2 separate regions of the Mus musculus genome follow, and region 1 is linked to region 2. A link is a contact called in public HiChIP or PLAC-seq data. All regions are on one chromosome and are shown on one strand. The core of a region is the stretch at or near the end of the contact, and the rest is flanking DNA. Distances in the headings are between cores, read along the strand shown.

Region 1 (6,060 bases), core at 937-3,436, 70 kb after region 2:
TCGTTCTTCTTGAATTTCATGCGTTTGGCAAGTTGTATCTTATATCTTGGGTATCCTAAGTTTCTGGGCTAATATCCACTTATCAGTGAGTACATATTGTGCGAGTTCCTTTGTGATTGGGTTACTTCACTCAGGATGATACCCTCCAGGTCCATCCATTTGCCTAGGAATTTCATAAATTCATTTTTTTTAATAGCTGAGTAGTATTCCATTGTGTAAATGTACCACATTTTCTGTATCCATTCCTCTGTTGAGGGGCATCTGGGTTCTTTCCAGCTTCTGGCTATTATAAACAAGGCTGCTATGAACATAGTGGAGCATGTGTTCTTCTTACCGGTTGGGACATCTTCTGGATATATGCCCAGGAGTGGAAAAAAGACAGCATTTTCAACAAATGGTGCTGGCACAACTGGCGGTTATCATGTAGAAGAATGCAAATTGATCCATTTCTATCTCCTTGTACTAAGGTCAAAGTAAGATTTATTTTTTATGTATACAACCTTCTGCTCGTATGTATGCCTACAGGCCAGAAGAGGGCACCAGATCTTTTTATAGATGGTTATGTGCCACTATGTGGTTGTTGGGAATTGAACTCAAGACCTCTGGAAGAATAACCAGTACTTTTAATCTCTGAGCCATCTCTCCAACCTGGTCTAGGTGATTCTTAACCAGCTTTTAAAAACAACCATTATAATATGTTCCACATTAAAATTTCATTGTGATATTATACAACTATTCAAGTGGAAAATATCCATCACTTACTGAATTATCACCCAGCTGATCCTTATGAGTGATACTTTTAGATGCTTATAAATGGGTAAGCATGTCTGGACATAGGACTTCACTTTCTCAGGGGAGGAGCTGCTACTTATATTTGAATTCACTGTGCCTGGGTGCCTAAGTCTCCTGTCACTTATCTGAGATGGGATCATTTTCTGTTGTCTACTCTGTTGCTAGACCACATCCAAAAGGGATCCCTGCCCCCATAGGCCAGTGCCAGGGGAGCTACTGGTCTGAGACACTGTAGAAGGTTCTGTTTTGAGTAAGGAGTAACTAGACCCATGCTGTCAAATTCAAAGTTCAGCAACCAATTTCTAGACAAATACATCTTCTTCCATCTATGATCTTGCTTCTTCTCTCTGTTCCCCACTTGCAGATTGTACCTAGTTGAGTCCTGCTCAATGAACTGTGTCTCTCCTCAGATAAGGTGGCCTGCATTGTACCTTCTGAGTGTGAGAAACAGTGTGGCACTGCGGTCGGCTGCACCAACAATGCCTACCCCACCCTGGTGCTGGAGTTGATGCCTGATGGTAAGTAACCATCCATAGCATGTCTAGAGGGATACACGGGCCATGAGGAACACATTGGGGAAGACCCTCTGGCAATCCTTCCATTAATGCAGTCCTACTCATCAGATAATCCTTGAGAATCAGTCACAGTCACCCAGTCACCTGCTGGCTGGGTCTGGAGATTGCAGAGAGGAGCTAATTTCTGTTAGAAGAATACTGCCAAGGGTGAATGTCTGGTTATGTCAACTTGACACGAGCTGGAGTTATCACAGATAAAGCCTCCCTTGAGGAAATGCCTCCATGAGATCCAGCTGTAAGGCATTTTTTCAATTAGTGATCAAGGGGGGAGGGTCCCTTGAGGATGGTGCCATCACTGGGCTGGTAGTCTTAGGTTCTATAAGAGAGCAAGCTGAGCAAGCCAAGGGAAGCAAGCCAGTAAGTCACATCCTTCCATGGCCTCTGCATCAGCTCCTGCTTCCTGACCTGCTTGAGTTCCAGTCCTGACTTCCTTTGGTGATGAACAGCAATGTGGAAGTGTAAGGTGAATAAACCCTTTCCTCCCCAACTTGCTTCTTGGTCATGATGTTTGTGCAGGAATAGAAACCCTGACTAAGACACTCAGTTAACATTGCAATGATTTTCTAGCTAAAGAAGAAGTTGTAATGCTATACATGTGTAGACCCAGAAGACTAGATGTTAACTTTTACCCTGGCTTCTTTAGACTAACATCTCTCAGTCCACGTGCTTTATATCTCAGCATACACCATTTCTCAGGCATTTCTGTGGATCTTATCATTTATCAATAAAGCAAGCACAATTGCCCAGCACTTTGGAACTCACTGTAGTTTTTCTCTATAGATAATAAGGTGCATCTGTGAAGGTCAGAGTTTTAGAATTCCAGGAAGTGATTATTGCTCCAAAGAACACAAATGGAGCAAGGTACAGAGCCCAGAAGTGACTGGGTAGTCTGGGACCTTGACTAACAGAGTTCTACTGACTCTCCTCACTGATACACACAAATGTATTCAGGATAAAAGGAATACAATCCACAAACTCAACGTTGTGTGAACGTCATCCTACCCTGGAACCATTACTGATGCATGGAAGGAACTCAAGTGTGAAGCTCTCACAATGATTCAAGTCCATCATCTTTGCTCATAAAGATTTTTCAGCAACATCACCTGTCAGGATTCTAGCTCTCCAATTCTCAAAGTCTTCAGGAAGCCAAGGGTTTCATCCCCCAATGGGATGAAATACTGGGTCACTCTCAGATTACTAGAGGAAATTAACTATGATCTTGTAACCTGCCTAAACAAGCTATCTTCTGACATACCAGAAAGAAGAGGGTGTTAGATCTCATTACAGATGGTCGTGAGCTACCCTGTGCTTGCTGGGAATTAACTCAGGACCTCTGGAAAAGCAGTCAGTGCTCTTAACTGCTGAGCCATCTCTCCAGCCCAAGAAATGTTTTTTTTAAGTGTTTATATTGTATGATAAAAAAATCTTAGAGATAACATAAAATACCTAATTTTTATGTCAAGAACAAACAAGAAAGCTAAATTTCCCCAAACTGGTAGAAAAAAAATTATGAATCAAATTTTGTACATTTGACATTATCATTATAAATTTAAAAACCCTTTGGTATTCAAAGTAATTTCATTAGAATGACCCAAAGTTAGCCTTTATTTATTATGTCTAATCCTGTGATTTGCATCTGTGGTCAAAAATAATACTATATGTGTTATCTACTTTAGGTTTAAAAATAATTAGATATAATATTTCACTGTTTATCCCTAGATAGCTTTGAACACACTATAAAGATTAGGCTAACCTTGACTTCACAGATTCTTCCTGCCTTTCTCTCCCTAGTGCTGGTATCAATCAATAACCTGATTAAGCATGAAAGTCTGAAATGATGGTAATCAAAATGATAACAAATTCAGTTTAAAATTGAAAACTCCTAAGTTGGTAGAAGTTTGCAGGTGAGGTAGGAAAGGCATGTGGAAGGGTGGAAATCAAGAACAGCTCACAGATACTATGATGGTTTACATATGCTCGGCCCAGGGAGTGGCAGTATTAGAAGGTGTGGCCCTGTTGGAGTAGGTTTGTCACTGTGGGCTTTAAGACCCTCATCCTAGCTGCCTGGAAGCCAGTCTTGCACTAGCAGCCTTCAGATGAAGATGTAGAACTCTCAGCTCCTCCTGCACCATGCCTGCCTGGATGCTGCCATATTCCTACCTTGATGATAATGGACTGAACCTCTGAACCGGTAAGCCAGCTCCAATTAAATGTTGTCCTTAAAAGACTTGCCTTGGTCATGGTGTCTGTTCACAGCAGTAAAACCATAACTAAGATACTATTTAAGTATGACAAATCCGGAAATAAAACACAATAAAATCTCTGTTTTCTTTCTTTTGTTTGTTTCTAAGACAGTGTCTCTACATAACCTTTGAAGTCCTGAAATTCACTGTGTAAACCATGCTGACCTCAAACTCACAGAAATCCACCTGCCTCTGCCTTCCAGTTCCTGGGATCAAAGACATAAATGTCTATGCCCAACCAATAAAATATTTTTAAAGAATAAAAGTAACGACTTAGACCAAATGAAAGTAACCGTGCTGTAGCCCTGACAAACGCACGCTAAAACAGCAAATGTAGCCACGTCCTGTGCAGGACAGCTGAGTTTGCGCCATTCCTGATATCACAAACCCAGAAGTGGGAGTCTAAAGATACTACTTGGAATTGTGAACAAACACTGAAGAAGTTAAAAACATAAATGATTCAAAATGCTGGGTGTGGTTTGATGTGTGAATTTGTAGGTGACCTCTCCTTTTAACCTATCCTGCCCTGGCACAGTTAACGTTTTTTAAAACTGTGTGTTAAATGAGGCATCATTGGATCATTGTAAATGTATCCCCATCACTAATGAACTTGTGCGTTGTCTCTGTTTAGCTGTACCACCTGTGCTGGAGTCTTTGGAACAACACAGAGGAGCGGATGGACTTGGATGCAGAAGAAGAGGAAAAAGAAGAAGTAGTAGTAGTAGTAGTTGTTGTTGATGGTGGTGCTCTTGAAGAAGGTACTATCTATCTTGCTTACCTTATTTTAATGTAAGAACACTGTATATGTTTGGCTATGTGGCCTTTTATGGGTTATATTTGTTTTTAATCCCACTAAATGCAGCTTCCAGGATTTAAATATACATATGTATAAAACTAAATATTTAATTTATACATGCTCAACACTTATTCATCTCCAGTCCATCCATCCATTATCTATCCATGAAACCGAGTGCCAGCTGCCAAAATAACAGTTACAGACTGACTCATCTCTACATACTGTGCTCAAAAGATCAGTCTCGATTGGTCATGCCTGAGTGTCTGACACAATCCCCTCTTCACCCTGATTCCTTACTGTTCTCCCTAATACACCTTCTCCTCCAGACCAAGCTAGTCGATTTGCTATCAATTAACTAACTTCTGGGTTTGTTTCTCTTTGTTTTTTATCTTTCTATCTTCTCTGTATACCCTTCCATTTACATTATTTGAGGTTACTCTATTAAATATGATGTCTACATTAGGTTAGATGATAGTTGGGTATTTCATTAATTTTCAGCCTCTTTTAGACACAAAGATCATGCACTTTCTACACCATCCCCCCAAAAATACTTGTTCTGTGTTTCACAGATTTCTGCTTTATCTTTAATTATTTTTCATAGATTACTGTTAAGAAACATGTCTTATTTTTTTAATGCCACCATGAAAACACACTTTGCACAAAACTCTTTTGTATGTGACCCGCTGTACCACCGAGACATATTTTTAAGAAGTCTGACTGAAGGGTAAGTGCATTTTCCATAGTCCCCTACTTGGGAATTGAATGTCCTTGCAACAATACTTAGTAGTTCTGTTTGCATGCCAACTTCCTAACATGAGTATTAAAAGTTTTACAATGTTTGCTACTGACGTATGTGAACTGCTATTTCAAAATACTGTAGTTCGAATCTTTCTTCTCTGAGTGGTTTTAAGAACCTGTTCCTGTTGTCTTAACTGTTCCCTCCTTGCTGCATGTTTACATGAGGTGGTTGGTGGTCTTCTCTTCTATTTTTAAAGTCCTATTGTGCTATGTCAATGATCCCTGTCCCAGTCTTTACTTCTTTTTATTTTGTTTATTGAATTCTTAACATGCGGAACGTTTGTTTCACATAATCAAATTTAAATATATTTCCCATGGATTCCCCTGACACTCGCAAGTGGCGGTGACATTGCTTGCAGTCATTCATACCACAGCAACAGTGGTGTCCAGTTCCTGGCTTTGCTGATGATTTATTGATGCCTTATCCTGTTTCAGATGAGAGAGAGGGAGGGAGGGAGGGAGGGAGAGAGAGAGAGAGAGAGAGAGAGAGAGAGAGAGAGAGAGAGAGAGAGAATGAGAGAGAGAGAGAGAGAGAGAGAGAGGAGGCCAGAGCATATGGAGAGAGTGGGGGGGGGGAGAGGAGAGAGGAAGAAGGAAGAAAAGGGCCAGAGAGAAGAGAGTGGCGGTGGGGGGGGGGGTGGCAAACAATCCCATTTATAGAAAGTCAGGCCTACCTTGCTATTGCCAGTTAACTCTTCGGCAAAACCTAGAAGGAATGCTAACCATCTCAATGTATGATTTTCTTTGTTCTGTAAAACTATAAAAACCATGTGAAACTAGTTCCACATTCAATGTTTCTCTCACAATTTCATGTCTGTCTGTCTTCTAAAGAAGAGACTCTCTCCCAGCGAATGCC
Region 2 (6,413 bases), core at 2,148-4,647:
AATAAAAATCTTTTTTTAAAAAAAAAAGTCAACAAATGAACTTCTTTAAAAAATTAGTTGTAATTTCTTTTTTTATTCATGAGATTTGCTGTGTATTCATGAAATCAACTCAAATTGTAGCAACCGACTAGTACTTTTCAAGGTACACATGAATTAGAAACAAACCTGAAACCACGTCTATCCATCGCTAATAATGTATATGATAAATAAGGCAGATTCTTCTTTTTCCTTTTTCCCAGAGTGAGGGAGACTGAGTCTGTTTACAGAGTCTAGAACGGAAATGTCAAACATCTCAGATGTTGTGTGTTGGGGTAAGAAACGGGAATGTATACTTCCTAACTCGAGTATTTCAACAGCTAAAATAAATTCGTTAAAATACTGTTTGGAGGTCAAAACAAAACAAAACAAACAAACCAAAGAACAAAAAACATATCAGAGGTAGCTATGGTCCATGGGAGATGAGTTGCTTTTTAGAACCCAGCGTCTTATAAGATTGTGAACAAGCAATTTACTAATCTGCGTGATCGCCTGAGCAGAATGTGGTAGCAGTGGGGGGGAGGGTGTGGATGTGTCACCCAGAGTCTGTCAAAGGACAGAGGGACAAATGTCCCAGCCTTATGAACTGCTCTAATCTTACAACTATTGGGAAAACCGGACAGACAGTCTCAGTGTGATGCCTAAAGGTTTGACCACCCATCCCCACCTCATGCTGTTATCATTGAAAAATAAGTCACACCCTCCGCCTCTCCTTCTGCCTCAGTGCCTCTGTCCCGTGTTCAACACAATCAAATTTCCTGTTGTAGGTAACCAAGCCTGCTTCTCTCCTCGTGGCTATTCCACTCAGCAGGTGTTGTCTCTCACAAGCGCCTCTGCGCTAATATGACTGTCTTGTTGACTGTAACACTACATCCCGTTCATTTACTCGGTACAAGCAGATGTCAAGCAGAAGACAGATGCTAGTTGTCTATCTGGGGATCACCGTACTAGTGGGTCACGTGAAGCTCAAGGCAAGCAGGAGGATAACAAATAGGGAGATAGGAGAATGATTTGACTATTAAATACAAACGTAGACTCACGAATGCTGATCCTAGCAGAAGAATAGATTCCTTACTGTTTTTCCGCAGAAAGCCAAGGGACTCCACACTACACCTACTTCAAACCACTTTAGGTACCTATATACGTTGATATAACTTTTTATCCTGTTCTGAGTTTATTCCCAGAACTTGTGGCTACATGATTTTTTCCACCCAAAATCATAAATCTCACTGAGAAATTTTTAAAAAAAGTTGTTTTTCTTGTATCTTTGTTATGAGAAATTGTTGGCTTTAGGCAACATAGGTTGAAAACTTGTTAACATAATCGCTGAAATGTTAACAGGACTTGTGCCTATGAGTTTGTGGAGTCTCTCTTCTCCCCAGGGGTTGTTGGCCACTGGTAGGCCAGCAAGGACAACGGAAGCAGTGGGGGTGTGCATGGTGGATCAGATGGACCCGAAGACCAATGCAGTGAGACAAACCTACTCTTCCAGGAATAGGATATATAAGGGCTTCTAGGGGTATGGGTGGAGAGAGCTAATTGGCCATAATAATACATCACCTAATTACCATGCTGTGGGAAGCCAGAGCAGAACTGTGTGCTGAGTTATGCAGCTCAGCACAACTTTGTCATTCTTTAGATAGGGCCAGGCACCTGTGTTCAGGGACGCTCTCCAAAGAAAGTCAGGCAGAGAGAAGGAAGTCCCACTGAGAAAGGGAGTCCTTTTTGCACCAAGCTCAGAGAGCCATTCGGTCATGGGAGACCTTGGACTTAACACCAGGGTTCCCCAACATGAGTTTTTACTGGAACTATTCCTTCCTGAGCCCCCATGAAGTCTGGGTCACCAAGAAACTCAGGCCTTATTTCTCTGTCTCTGTCTGTTGTCAGGAGCCATCGTAGGACAAGCTAGTAATTAGCAGGTGATCTTCCTGAGACGGCTTTACTTTGGCTTATACCTACAACGAAGCTCCGATGGGCCAGGCCCTCGAGAAAATCATTTTAGGAAAGATTCCTGCTATTAATATGCTTTCCCTGTTATTAAACATATATAACAATCAGTAGGTATTATCCCACCCTTTTGAGCAGATCTCTGCAGAGCCACAAAAATGTACTATCTTGTAGTGATGCTATGTAGACAAATAGATGACTTCTTAAGTCTTTTTTTTTTTTTCTGGCTTCTTAAATCTTAATGATGATCCTATAAGAATTCCTAAAATTAGCCAGGCGGTGGTGGCACATGCCTTTAATTCCAGCACTTGGGAAGCAGAGGCAGGCAGATTTCTGAGTTCGAGGCCAGCCTGGTCTACAAAGTGAGTTCCAGGACAGCCAGGGCTACACAGAGAAACCCTGTCTCTAAACAAAACAAAACAACCCCCCCAAAACAAAGAATTCCTAAAATTAGTGATTATTAAGCTCTTTTACAATGGGACTGCTATTAGATCCTTTTCTGATAGTCGAAGCTGCAATGAGAACTCTGTCAGTTTCCCACCAGTTAATTGCTCTTAGTAACCAGACTTTCTCCTACTCAGAGCACATTCATTCTAAGAGGTTGTAAAAGAATTAACCAAAGGTCATAAAAAGGGAACTAATGATTTACTATAGGTGCAGGACAAAAGATAATGTTTTTTTTTTAGTTTAAAGTTTCATTTATTACTATTTTTCTACTTTCATATTTTCTTTCTTTTTTTATTAGATATTTTCTTCATTTACATTTTAAATGCTACCCCAAAAGTCTCCTATACCCTCCCCTGGCCGTGCTCCCCAACCCACCCACTCCCGCTTCCTGGCCCTGGCATTCCCCTGTACTGGGGTATATAATTTTCGCAAGACCAAGGGCCTCTAATCCCATTGATGGCCAACTAGGCCATCCTCTGCTACATATGCAACTAGAGAAAAGATAAAATATTGACTGGGCTTATCTAGACAAAACTTCACTAACAATTTAGTTATGGTTTTAAACCTCCAGTGAACCTGTGGAGCTCTGACAGGTGATGGATGTTTAGCCAGATAATTACTCCTAATGAATATGCATGCACACATTCGCTGTTGTAAACTTCTATTTCAATTTATGATTTGACTTTTTGTGTGAACTTGTGATGAACTTTGTAACATGTGATCGTGTATTCTGAAAGATGTATAAGTACTGAGAAAAAAAAGAGACAAGAAAAAGAATTTTTCCCTGGTCTTCCTTAGGATCTTTCTGCTTTCCCGTTTTCTTAGATAGCTTTCATAGAAAGCATTTTACAACTTAGTAGAAAACACTATAATCACTTTTCAAACTGTTCCTTTTCCTTCCTGTGCCTTCTGACTAGCAGGCTGAAAGCTAGAGCAGCTAGTTCCTGCTGAGACAGAACAAAGGCTGCATTGCTTAATCCTCAGCTGTTAGGCTACAGGTGTTAATCGCCCAGGCCAGCAGCGGTTTACCCTTTGAAAGAGCAAGAAAGGTTTTTTTGTTTTGTTTTGTTTTGTTTTGTTTTGAGGGCTTTCCAGAAGTTATCTTCAGCACTTCCGTATAGTTAAAGAGCTAGAATGTCCGGAGACACTCAGACTTTAAAGCCATGCCAGAGTCCTACTCTGTACCCTATCTCCACCCTCTCCAGGCCGGAAGTCTCTCTCTGTCTCTGTCTCTCTGTCTCTGTCTCTGTCTCTCTCTCTTTCTCTCTCTCTCTCTCTCTCACACACACACACACACACACACTTCAATTGTAAAGAGTCAAGACCTGGAACTAGGGGCATTTTAGAGTTTGTATGCCAGGTGGTTAATGTGTTACTTATTGTTGCTCTTGCTGCAAAAGCACAATACACACAGTCCATTAGACACACACTCCATTAGACACACACTCCATTCCCCCTGCAGCCAATGTGAATGTAAACTTGTTAAAGCTCTTCCAACGTTGCTCTCCATAGACACTGCACTCATGTGCCAGACGGAGAGTGTCTCCACCTTGGACGAACTGAGCACCAACACCCAGTTTGCTCAGTGTGCAATCTGTGGAGAATGAGAGATTCCAGTTTCCTAATGGCTTCAGAACAAGGCTCACCCGCCAGCCCACGCAGATGGAGAGATCTGCTTTCACCACGGGAGACCCACATGGCTATACAGTGTAAGGGAGAAATGACACGCCTGCTATTTCATCAGTTCATTCAGAGTTATTCTTACCATTAATTTTTGCAAAAGTCATATTGTCTCTTCTTTCAAAATCGCTTTTCATATTTCTTTTAAATTGAGACTAATGAATATTCTCTAATATTAATTAAAATGAAATGCATACACATCCCAATCTCCCAACCTCCCTGATAGAATTTCATGTTCATACAAGCCAACAGACAGAAATACTGCAGTCAGATGCCCATGAACAGTAAATTCTAATATATTCCTATAATATATATACATATATATGTATAAATATATACTATATAAGTAGAAATACACACATATATGCATACACACATACCTATATCCATATATACAGTGATTAAATGAATAAACTATCCCAGAACAATGCAACATGACTGGCCATGGAAGAATTAGAAATCCCACTGTGTTATTCTGGTTATCATATATTTCTTTAAAGATTTATTTATTTATTACATGTAAGTACATTGTAGCTGCCTTCAGACACTCCAGAAAAGGGTGTCAGACCTCATTATGGATGGTTGTGAGCCACCATGTGGTTGCTGGGATTTGAACTTAGGACCTTCGGAAAAGCAGTTGGTGCTCTTAACCGCTGAGCCATCTCTCCAGCCCTTGGTTATCATATTCTAACCTGGGAAGGTTTGAACTACCTGTCACATTACCAATAGCCATTGTTAGCTCTGGAAATGTGGAACCCAAGAAGAGGTTTTGGGTGTCCTAGTAATTTCTATTTCTTGACAAAAATTATGGTTATAGGATCATTCATTTTTTTAAAAAAAAAGATTTATTTTAGTATGAGTGCTCTATCTGCATATATATCTGCAGAAAAGGGTGTCAGATCACATGGTTGTGAGCCACCATGTGGTTTCTGGGAATTGAACTCAGGACCTTGGGGACAGCAGTCAGTGCCTTTAACTACTGAGCCATGTCTCCAGCCCCGAGTGTTCAGTTTTTAAAAACAAAACTTTGCCACATATTTATGTCTCATGTTCTCCTTCTGTGTTCTACACTTTAATTTTTAAAGCATTCTACAAAATGGCAGGCAGATTCTGCCTGAAAATTAAGTGAAGAAGAGGACCCCACGTTGGCTACTATTTCTTGTTTCCTTATATCTCACTGCCCCCAGTCTCCCCAGGGTCTCCTAACTCTCCAAGCAGCCTCTTGGACTTCGTCTCTTCTTGAAGATCTGTCTCTGTCTAACATGGCTCAGCCTTTAGTGAATGCAGTTGGTAAACTTCTCTGAATAATGTGGACGAGGTAATTTATCATTTCCATATGGTACGTATAGAAATTGTTAAAGGAAAGACATTCAGCTATCAGACTTACGTTGTGAGGTAGATCCGATTAAACACAGACTGAGTTTCCCCCCAACCCCCACAGCTCACTCTGGCCCCACTTACTCCGGCCCCACTCGATCTGTTTTTATTTATTATATATAAATATATTGTAGCTATTTTCAGACACCCCAGAAGAGGACATCAGATGGGCATCACAGATGGTTGTGAGCCACCATGTGGTTGCTGGGATTTCAACTCATGACCTTTGGAAGAACAGTCAGTGCTCTTAACCACTGAGCCATCTTTCCAGCTCACGGATGAGTTCTGTGAAGAGATGGTGTAGGGATAATGATAAGGGGAAGGAATGAATAACAATCAGACAGTGGAAGTCTGAAAAACTAAACTACTTCATTTAAAACTATGGCTATAATTTTTGTATCTGTGAAGAGAAAGGTTGAGTTGAACATCTCCTAATGAGTCTTCCCCATTGTAGAACCACATTTTCAGTTTCCCTCAGTCTAAGGGGCGGGGCTCTGTGGCTCCTGTCTATAGCCCCCCTCCTTGGGGAGGTTCTAGGCAGAGACCAGGTTCTCTCACCGTCCGGCTATCATGAGCTCTCTCTCTGATGCCTTCTTCCTTATCTTGGTGTACAGGTCGATGGTGAAGAGGGTGCTGGCGCTGTTGAAGATGGAGGTCAGAGAGCTCATGAGAGAAGCCAGCATGACTGACAGCATCAGGCCTCGCAGTCCTGGGGTCAGAGGGAGCAAGCTCTGGTTAGAGTGGATGTCATGGCTTATGAGTGACTTGCTACATCAAAGAGCCATTCAAGGATATAACACTCACAGAGTTATGAGCTACTGCAACTATCAGTGGGTATCATTGCTGAATTTTTCTTGGAAATTCAATCAGTTAAAGCACACAAAATATTTAGAAAGTTATTGAAACACAGTAAAGCTTCAATATGT

The links. HiChIP or PLAC-seq counts read pairs in DNA pulled down with a chosen protein or histone mark.
Region 1: a contact with region 2 is called in an H3K4me3 HiChIP or PLAC-seq map of intestinal villus epithelium, with 5 read pairs. The contact joins two enhancer-like sites. A contact is called at or near these places in 2 of 39 promoter capture datasets (embryonic stem cells and liver), 1 of 15 datasets of contacts at CTCF or cohesin (the NIH/3T3 cell line), 3 of 484 Hi-C or Micro-C datasets (forebrain, morula and nephron progenitors), 2 of 115 datasets of contacts at active chromatin or transcription factors (embryonic stem cells and intestinal villus epithelium) and 1 of 9 other capture datasets (adipose tissue).

The regions. Positions count from the first base shown.
Region 1 is chr10:76,135,980-76,142,039 of GRCm38.p6, forward strand. It overlaps the pseudogene Gm19217. Among named protein-coding and RNA genes, the nearest start is that of Slc5a4a, 8.4 kb to the right of the region's middle. Within about 2 kb of position 2,187, at least 2 of the 459 cell types and tissues checked have an H3K27ac peak or open chromatin away from gene starts, as enhancers often do. A contact at or near this core is called in intestinal villus epithelium, where this site is marked.
Region 2 is chr10:76,064,459-76,070,871 of GRCm38.p6, forward strand. It overlaps Slc5a4b (solute carrier family 5 (neutral amino acid transporters, system A), member 4b), which reads right to left. Exons shown (of 15, transcript NM_023219.2): 11 at 6,046-6,196. Among named protein-coding and RNA genes, the nearest start is that of Gm16222, 11 kb to the right of the region's middle. Within about 2 kb of position 3,398, at least 31 of the 459 cell types and tissues checked have an H3K27ac peak or open chromatin away from gene starts, as enhancers often do. A contact at or near this core is called in intestinal villus epithelium, where this site is marked.